Regions from separate parts of the Mus musculus genome. Here region 1 is linked to region 2. The links are chromatin contacts, called in public promoter capture Hi-C maps. All regions are on one chromosome and are shown on one strand. The core of a region is the stretch at or near the end of the contact, and the rest is flanking DNA. Distances in the headings are between cores, read along the strand shown.

Region 1 (3,772 bases), core at 422-2,921, 1.1 Mb before region 2:
AGCTCAGGATGACTTCAAACTCAAGATCCTCCTGCCTCAACTTCCCTAGTGTTTGGATTACAGGTGTGAGCTATCATACCCAGCTTCAAATTGCATTTCTTAGGAAAAGAAAATTCTTTTAAAACTTTGAGTAACAGCCTCAGTGTGGTGTTGGTGCACACCTATAATCCCAGCACTCGGGATGCAGAAGCAAGCAGATCTCTATGAGTTCGAGGCCAGCCTGTTCTACAGAGTGAGTTCTTGGACAGTCCAGGCTACACAGAGAAACCCTGTTTGAGAAGCAAGCAAGCAAACAAAATAATCCACAAAAATTTGAGTAGGAAGAATCTTAACTTTCCCACCAAGAACTTTCTTCCTCATCCAGACCTGAAGTCCAGGTCTCACTAGAGAGCATGAGAGAGCAAAGGAGAAGTCGCCAGTATTCTGAGGGCAGAACACATATGCAGTTCCTCTGGAACTTGCCAGGGGACTTGAGGCTGAGAGGTGATAGTGTGGTAACTGGCTGGACCATAGAATACAGGTTCTCTGTGGAAATGGATAGAATATTTTCCCATTGAGCAGGATTTAGTGCTGGCTAACATGCAACATTTTGTATGTGTACAAATGCTTGGCCTGCATGTATGGGACCTGCTGCCCCCCTTCCCCCCACTGCCATACCTTCCCGACTCTGAGGACTGTACGCTTAAATTGTGAGCCCCGACAAACCCTTCCTTAAGTTGCACTGGTCAGGTATTTGTTACAGCAACAAGTAAGGTGACAAATACATTGACTTTTCTCAGCCTCTAGGCCATCGCGGTTCCCTTGGCCCTAGTTCTGTTTCCTTCTAAATTGTTATTGACTGATAAAGCAGGTTCTGGTGTTAGCAACCCTACTGCATTCTGTCTATGTAACCTGGCTGGCTTTAAACTTATATTTATATAGCCAGCCAGGAAGTCCTTTATAGAGGTTTCCTGTATTGCAGCCCTCCCTCCTTTGTTTAGATTTACTGAGGTATAGTTTAGGTTTTTCAAAGTTGCCTGTGTGATGCATATTCATCTTGGTGTCCATGAAGGGCATCAGATCTCCTGGAACAAGGGCTATGGATGGTTGTAAGCCACCATGTGGGTGCTTGGAACCAAACCCAGGTTTGTCCCGTGCAAGAACAAATGCTCTCAACCAAGGAGCCATCTTGCCAGTTAATTGAGGTCTAGTTCAAATACAGTAAAAGTCATCTGTCTTAAGTATAGAGTTAAAATTCCTCAGCTTCAACTTTTTTTGTTAGCTTGAAGCGGGCCCTTGCTATTTCTAGTGACTGTCACAGTGTGACTTTTGAGTCATCACGTTTCGTCTGTTTATTTGCTTCCTTTAGTGTGTGCGCATCTAGGTATGCATGCTTGCATGTATGTATATTAAAAACTAAACACACAAAATACCTTGGAAAAAATATATGTATATTCTCGTGTTTGCCGCTAGTGAGAGTCTCTTTTGTCCTCGCCGGCAGACACTTGGAGCCGGAAGCGGAGGGTCAGACGGCAAGGTCAGAGGGCACACACTCCTAAGGCAAGAGGAACCTCGGTGACCTCTTCCAGAGACTGCACGCACCTTGGCTGGGTGCGCAGGCGCACGGAAGCCACGGGCGCGGTGGGCGGCGGCGAGAGGCGATTGGCTGAATGCCGAGGCTCCGCCTTTCGGCGCGTCAGCTACCGGGTCGGCGGGTTAGTCTGCAGGTTCGGGTCGTTCTGGCGTCGTTGAATCCGGTGTGGTGCCAGGGCCTTGTGCGGCTCTCACGCTCGCCGGGAACTGAGCATTGCTGTCTGTGAGTCCGAGGGCGCGGGAGACCGAGGGCGGGGCGAGTGCAACTCCGGCCGCGGGATCGCCGGGCTGGCCCGAATGCCCGGCCTGCTTCTCAGCCACGGGGAGCCGGCCTGGGAGGCGACGATTTGAAGGGACCCGAGTCTGGGGACTTGAAAGGGACCCGAGTCTCGGCCCGACTGCAAGGCAAAGCTGGGCGAGCTGAGACGAGGGGCTGCGCCATTGGTGAGGTCGGTTTTGGCGCGCTCTGGTGTTCGCTCTTCCTATTGGCTGGCGCGCGCCGCGTTGGGCGGGGCCGGCGCGCCCGGGGAAGTTTGCTGCCTCGGAGTCCGGGCTGATTGCACGGCTAGGGGTTGAACTGGGTGTAGATCCCTCCCGCCTGCTCACCAACTGCAGCAAACGCTACTCCTGGGACAAGGGCATTGAGTCCTGCGTCTGCTCTCCCAGTGGTGCCGCTGTAGGTGATAGTAGGTTCTCCGACACTGTCTCTGTGCTCACGACTCACTAATGATAGCGGGATCTTGGCCCACTGCCTTCGTTATCCAAGTCTGGGCCTGGTGTCAGTGCTCAGTCTCCTGCACCCAGGAGGTTGAGGCAGGAGGTACAGGAGTTCAAGGTCAGCTTTGCCCACTTAGCCATTTAAAAAGAAAAGAGAAATACATCAAAGCCCCTGCGAATAGGTTTCCGATCGGGTTTTTTGTTTGTTTGTTTGTTTGTTTGTTTGTTTTTCCGAGACAGAGGGTTTCTCTGTGTAGCCCTGGCCTGGAACTCACTCTGTAAACCAGGCTGGCCTTGAACTCATGAATCCGCCTGCCTCTGCCTCCCAAGTGCTAGGATTAAAGGCGTGTGCCACCGCTGCCCAATTTTTGTTTTGTTTTGTTTTGTTTTGTTTTTGGCGATCGGGTTTTATTAACTTGAAATAGAATAGGAAATAACAGAACACCACTCTGGCTGGGCTATAAGTTGTTTATATTTGCATACATGGGTGAGTGCCAGGGCACAATGTAAATTTTTAATTACATGTAAGTAAGAGGTGGGGGGTACAGTTTACCGTTCCCCCTAGCCTCCTTTTAAATTCAGCTTGGTCTTGTGTTTGCTACGTAGCTGACTATAACCTTGAATTCTGGTTCTCTGCCCAGCTGCTGGTATTATGGACTTGTGTCTGGTTATGCAGTACCAGGAACTGAGCTGAGCCTTTGTGCATGCTTGTTATGCACAGTACTCACTGAGCTCGACATCTTGGTTGGAGCCAAAAGATCTTGGGTTTTGTTTTTGTTTTTGAGACAGGCTCTTGGCTGCGTAGCCTAGGCTCCCATAGGCTCCTATCTCCACCGTGTTCCAGGATTGCAGTCATGTGCATGATGCTGTTCTTTAGGGTGAATGGGCCCAAGTGTCTGTTTGGCTTTTCCCAGTGCCCTTTTCTCAGGTCTTTTTGAGATCTCTGTAGTTTGTACAGGACACTGTGCCATTGTTACAGATAGTGGTTCTACCATAAAGTAGTAAGATTTTTGTGGTATAAATAATTTTCTAAAAAAAAAATCTAGATTCCACATTCAGATATAAATACTGAAATCACCTTTTCTTCTTGTGCTTTGCCAGCTGAAAAATGAATCTCAGTATGAAGCAGAAGCAGGAGGGAGCCCAAGAGAATGTGAAGGTATGTAATGGAGCCACTTCAGTGTGCTTGAATTTGTTTTAATTAAGAGGTGAAGTTTTGTTGTGTTGCCCAGGCTGGCCCCAAACCCCGGGGGCTGAGATTTCCTCCAGTGCCAGAGTGAACGGAGTATACGCTTGTATATAGTTTTAGGAAGAGGGTTAAGATTTAAATATGAGTGAAACTTGGAGTCTAGAAGTCTGCTCTTCTGTGCACTGTGTGTTTAGAGAAAAGGATATAGTAGTATACATTCCGTGGGCTATCGTTCAGAAAGCTTACATCTATGAAGTGGAAGTCGTGGAAGTGTTGTGTGTGAACGTGAGCATG
Region 2 (3,977 bases), core at 953-3,452:
TTACATACAGCACACCGATGCAGTGTTTCAGTGCTTGGGGTGTCATGAGTTTAGAAAGCAGGGGTGCTCTCATATATGCATTCGTTTACACATTAGGGACATCACCTGGCCATTTTCTGCCCAGCAAAGATTCTGATGGTTCAGGTCTGCTGTTTCTTATTAACTGCCCAAAGTGGAGAAAAAGAAAAATAGTCTTAGGAGGAAAATCTTCTCTACTCCACTCCCCATTTGTCAGAATAAAAATTTGCAGACCCAGTAACATTTTTTGTGCAATGAGTGTTTTCTAAAGTGGAATAGTTTTCTATATTGAGAATCATACCCAACGATTAACACATGCCAAGTAAGCATGTTACCACCCCTCCATCTCTTTGTAAAAATAACATTTTAGGTAGTTTTATTTAAATATTTAATTGATGCAAGGCTGTTCTCAATGTTAATTCCTCCAAAGAGTTCTATGAGGAACACATTTTATCATTGTTAGCTTTTACTTCAGTTATGAAAGTCACAGAGATTATTCAACTGGTTGTTTGAAATTGCTAGTTAGTAGTTAGAAAATGGCTATGCTGGATTTTAAAGATTTATTTATTTTATTTTATTTAAAGATTTATTTATCGTTATAAATAAGTACACTGTTGCTGTCTTCAGACACACCAGAAGAGGGCGTCAGAGCTCATTACGGATGGCTGTGAGCCCCATATCACCAGCTCCTATGCTGGGATTTTAATTCAGCTGATGAACCCTAGAATACTTATCTCCACCCCAAGAAAGCCAATTTTAGAACACTTGCTATTTCTTGGCAAACCTCAAAAGGAATTACCACAGCTACCTGGTAGCAGACCTCTGTTGTCTTCTGCAGTAAGAAGTAAATATGGTTAATTTAATTAATTTAATTTTTTCAAAATTAACCATAGACTTAGAAGTTTATCAGGAATATTTTGAAACTATTTTTTTCTGGATGTGGTCTTTGTAATTCATAGTTTTCTGGGGCCCCTGGTATAAAGTTTTTGTGGTGAACATATGTAACAAAAGACAGGAATTAAAGGTCTTCATTTTGGTCAGCAGGCTTTATTTTAAAAATTGTTACTAGCCATAATATTAATTCTATATTTTACTTTGTCTGTGTGAGTAGTTTGCCTGCATTCATGGGTGCCATTGAGATCAGAAAAGAGCATCAGTCTCCTGAAACTAGAGTTATGCATGTTTGTGAGCTACCATTTAGGCTCTGGGAACCAAATCTTGCCTTCTGGGGGAGTATCAAATGCTCTTAACTTCTGAGCCATCTCCTCTACATCATTGTTAAATTAAAATTTGGAATGCCAAAATCAACATTAAACCCGCATCGAGACTTACTGCTACTTACTCTTCTGCCTTTTTTTAAAAAGGGGGGCGGGGGTCGGATTAGCCTTGTTTTGACATCACTAATCATATCACAAGCTTCACCAGGACCTTGTAGACTTTGTAATGACCTTAATCAAGTATTAGCCCTGTACTGTAATTACCAGCTCTACAAAACACTTCTTCTCTTAAGGTGAGCAAGCCATGCTGTGATTAATAAGGGCTGGAAGGGAAACAAACTTGGAATCACAGCAGGTAGAGGATAACCGATAACCTAACTATTCTTTTGTAGACTTTCTCAGTTTTTATTAAAAAAGAGGATAGACGGAATCATTAGGTCTCTGACTCGAGATAGGGAATATGAAGTTTGCAGTTAGGGTGCTCAATTTGAGATGCCTTTTCAATGTTTATGTCTACCCAAACAAAACTGCCGGGAATAGATTAAACTTTACTGACATGGGACAGTCTTGGCATATTTTACCTCTGTTTTGGACATCTAACCTGAGTCCTCACAAAGAAACCATCAACTAATTTAATACAAGACAGAAATAAAAGCAAACGAGAAATGGGGATGTCTGCTTTGTGGAATGGCCCCAATAAGCCTTTCTTTCATGAGAAAGAATGGGGTCGGGGTGGGGAGGAGGGAATGAAGTTTTTCTGCAGGATTTAAATGTGGTCTTTAAGAGACACCGCATGCAAAGAATAGCTGGGGCTTGCTAGCCAATGAAAACATTCAGATTCCAATGACGCATCCTTTTTTCTCCACCCCCTTCCAAGACCCGGATTCGGAAACCCCGCCTAACGCTCTAGTTTTCAACCAGGTCCGCAGAAGGCCTATTTAAAGGGACGATTGCTGTCTCCCTGCTGTCATAACCATGTCTGGACGTGGTAAGGGTGGTAAAGGCCTTGGGAAAGGCGGCGCTAAGCGCCACCGTAAGGTTCTCCGTGATAACATCCAGGGCATTACCAAGCCCGCCATCCGCCGCCTGGCCCGGCGCGGGGGAGTGAAGCGCATCTCCGGCCTCATCTACGAGGAGACCCGCGGTGTGCTGAAGGTGTTCCTGGAGAACGTGATCCGCGACGCCGTCACCTACACGGAGCACGCCAAGCGCAAGACCGTCACCGCCATGGACGTGGTCTACGCGCTCAAGCGCCAGGGCCGCACTCTCTACGGATTCGGCGGTTAATCGACTAACAAACGATTTCCACTGTCAACAAAAGGCCCTTTTCAGGGCCACCCACAAATTCCTAGGAGTTGTTCACTTACCGAAGCTTTAATCGAGCCTGCTAGGTAGTTTAAGTGTTATTCTGTCCTATACTTATGTGGTGGGTAGTAATTATGCCATGCAGCCGAATATACCCTGTAGGTTTAACTGGGTAATATAACAAGCCCATAATTTTGAACTGTCAGAAGTTAATACTGAACGAACTGTTTTAGAATTATTTGAAGGTTTTCCACTGATCGTGTCACTTCTCAATCCACTTTTGATACCGGTCATTTAAGAGCTTATTCCCTTCTGGAGCCATCTAGAAGCTCAGGAGAGAGCAGGAACCATTGTATCTAAGCAAGGCAAAGGCTGATTACTACAGAAACTGAAGACGCTTAGCTGTTATTAATTGTATACCATTAATAAGGCCTAAGTACACATAATCTATATTAGGGACCACCTAATGGTATGTTTATATACAGTTTAGTTGTGCAGTGGCTTGATAATTTAAATTCTTGTGGGTGTGCCATGTTTGCCATCTGCCACAAGAGGGCGGCGTTATTTCCAGGAAGTTGGAGTCAGAAGCTGTTGTGAGCCAGCTGTTGTGTATTCTGATATACAAACTTCTTTTAAAGCATTAAGTGTTCTTGACTGAACAATCTCTCAAGCCACCTTACTATGATCTTTTGTCATTCCTCATACCAATGCCTAAAATAGTTTAATGTGAATTTAATATTTGTGGCACTCCATAAAACTTGATCACTTTAAAAGATGAGTTATTTTTGTTTTTTGTTTGTTTTGTTTATGTTCTTCAGCCCAGACTTCCCCAGTGCTTTTTTTTGTTATGTTGGGGCATTGAACTCAAACCCTAACATTTTCATAAAGAAGTCCTTAATTTTTAATATGGTTTTTGTCATTCTCCTGAAGCCTACATGCTATTCTCATAAAATACATAAAACATTTCAAAAATAACTGTTAGATCAATAGTATTGAACTATTTTCTAAAAGTAGAACAAAATTAGATCTTTGTTGACACATCGCACAACTGCAAAAACTTTAGGGTTTTGTTGTTGTTGTTGTTGTTGTTGTTGTTCTGTTTTTTTGCTAACTGCTTGCTTTATTTTTTTATCCATCACTGAGGAAATCCTAAAAATACAACTCAAGAAAAATAAATATAACCTCTAGCTTAAGCACTGAATATCTGGGTTCATAGTGGTCCTTTGAAAGCCTGGATGCCAGTTACTGCTGTTTGAAAGAGTAAGTTCAGTATTTTTTCAGAGTGGAAGCTCCTACTGGCGTTATCTCTATCTCCTTTGATATGAGGGTGTTTCTAGAATGAAATACATCCATTGTGTATTTCAATGGTGACTTTTATTCTAGAATAAAAGACATTGTGTGTTTCAATGGTGACCTTTATTCTGGCGTAAAGCCACA

Evidence for each region. Promoter capture Hi-C pulls out the DNA fragments that hold promoters and counts their contacts.
Region 1: a contact with region 2 is called in a promoter capture Hi-C map of pre-B cells, with 4 times the contacts expected there. The contact joins the promoter of Gmnn here to the promoter of H4c3 in region 2. A contact is called at or near these places in 3 of 39 promoter capture datasets (cranial neural crest, hippocampal neurons and pre-B cells).

The regions. Positions count from the first base shown.
Region 1 is chr13:24,759,836-24,763,607 of GRCm38.p6, reverse strand. It overlaps Gmnn (geminin), which reads left to right and starts at 1,671. Exons shown (of 7, transcript NM_020567.2): 1 at 1,671-1,795; 2 at 3,391-3,448. The coding sequence starts at 3,398.
Region 2 is chr13:23,696,683-23,700,659 of GRCm38.p6, reverse strand. It overlaps H4c3 (H4 clustered histone 3), which reads left to right and starts at 2,202. Exons shown (of 1, transcript NM_178208.2): 1 at 2,202-2,576. The coding sequence starts at 2,211. The coding sequence ends at 2,522.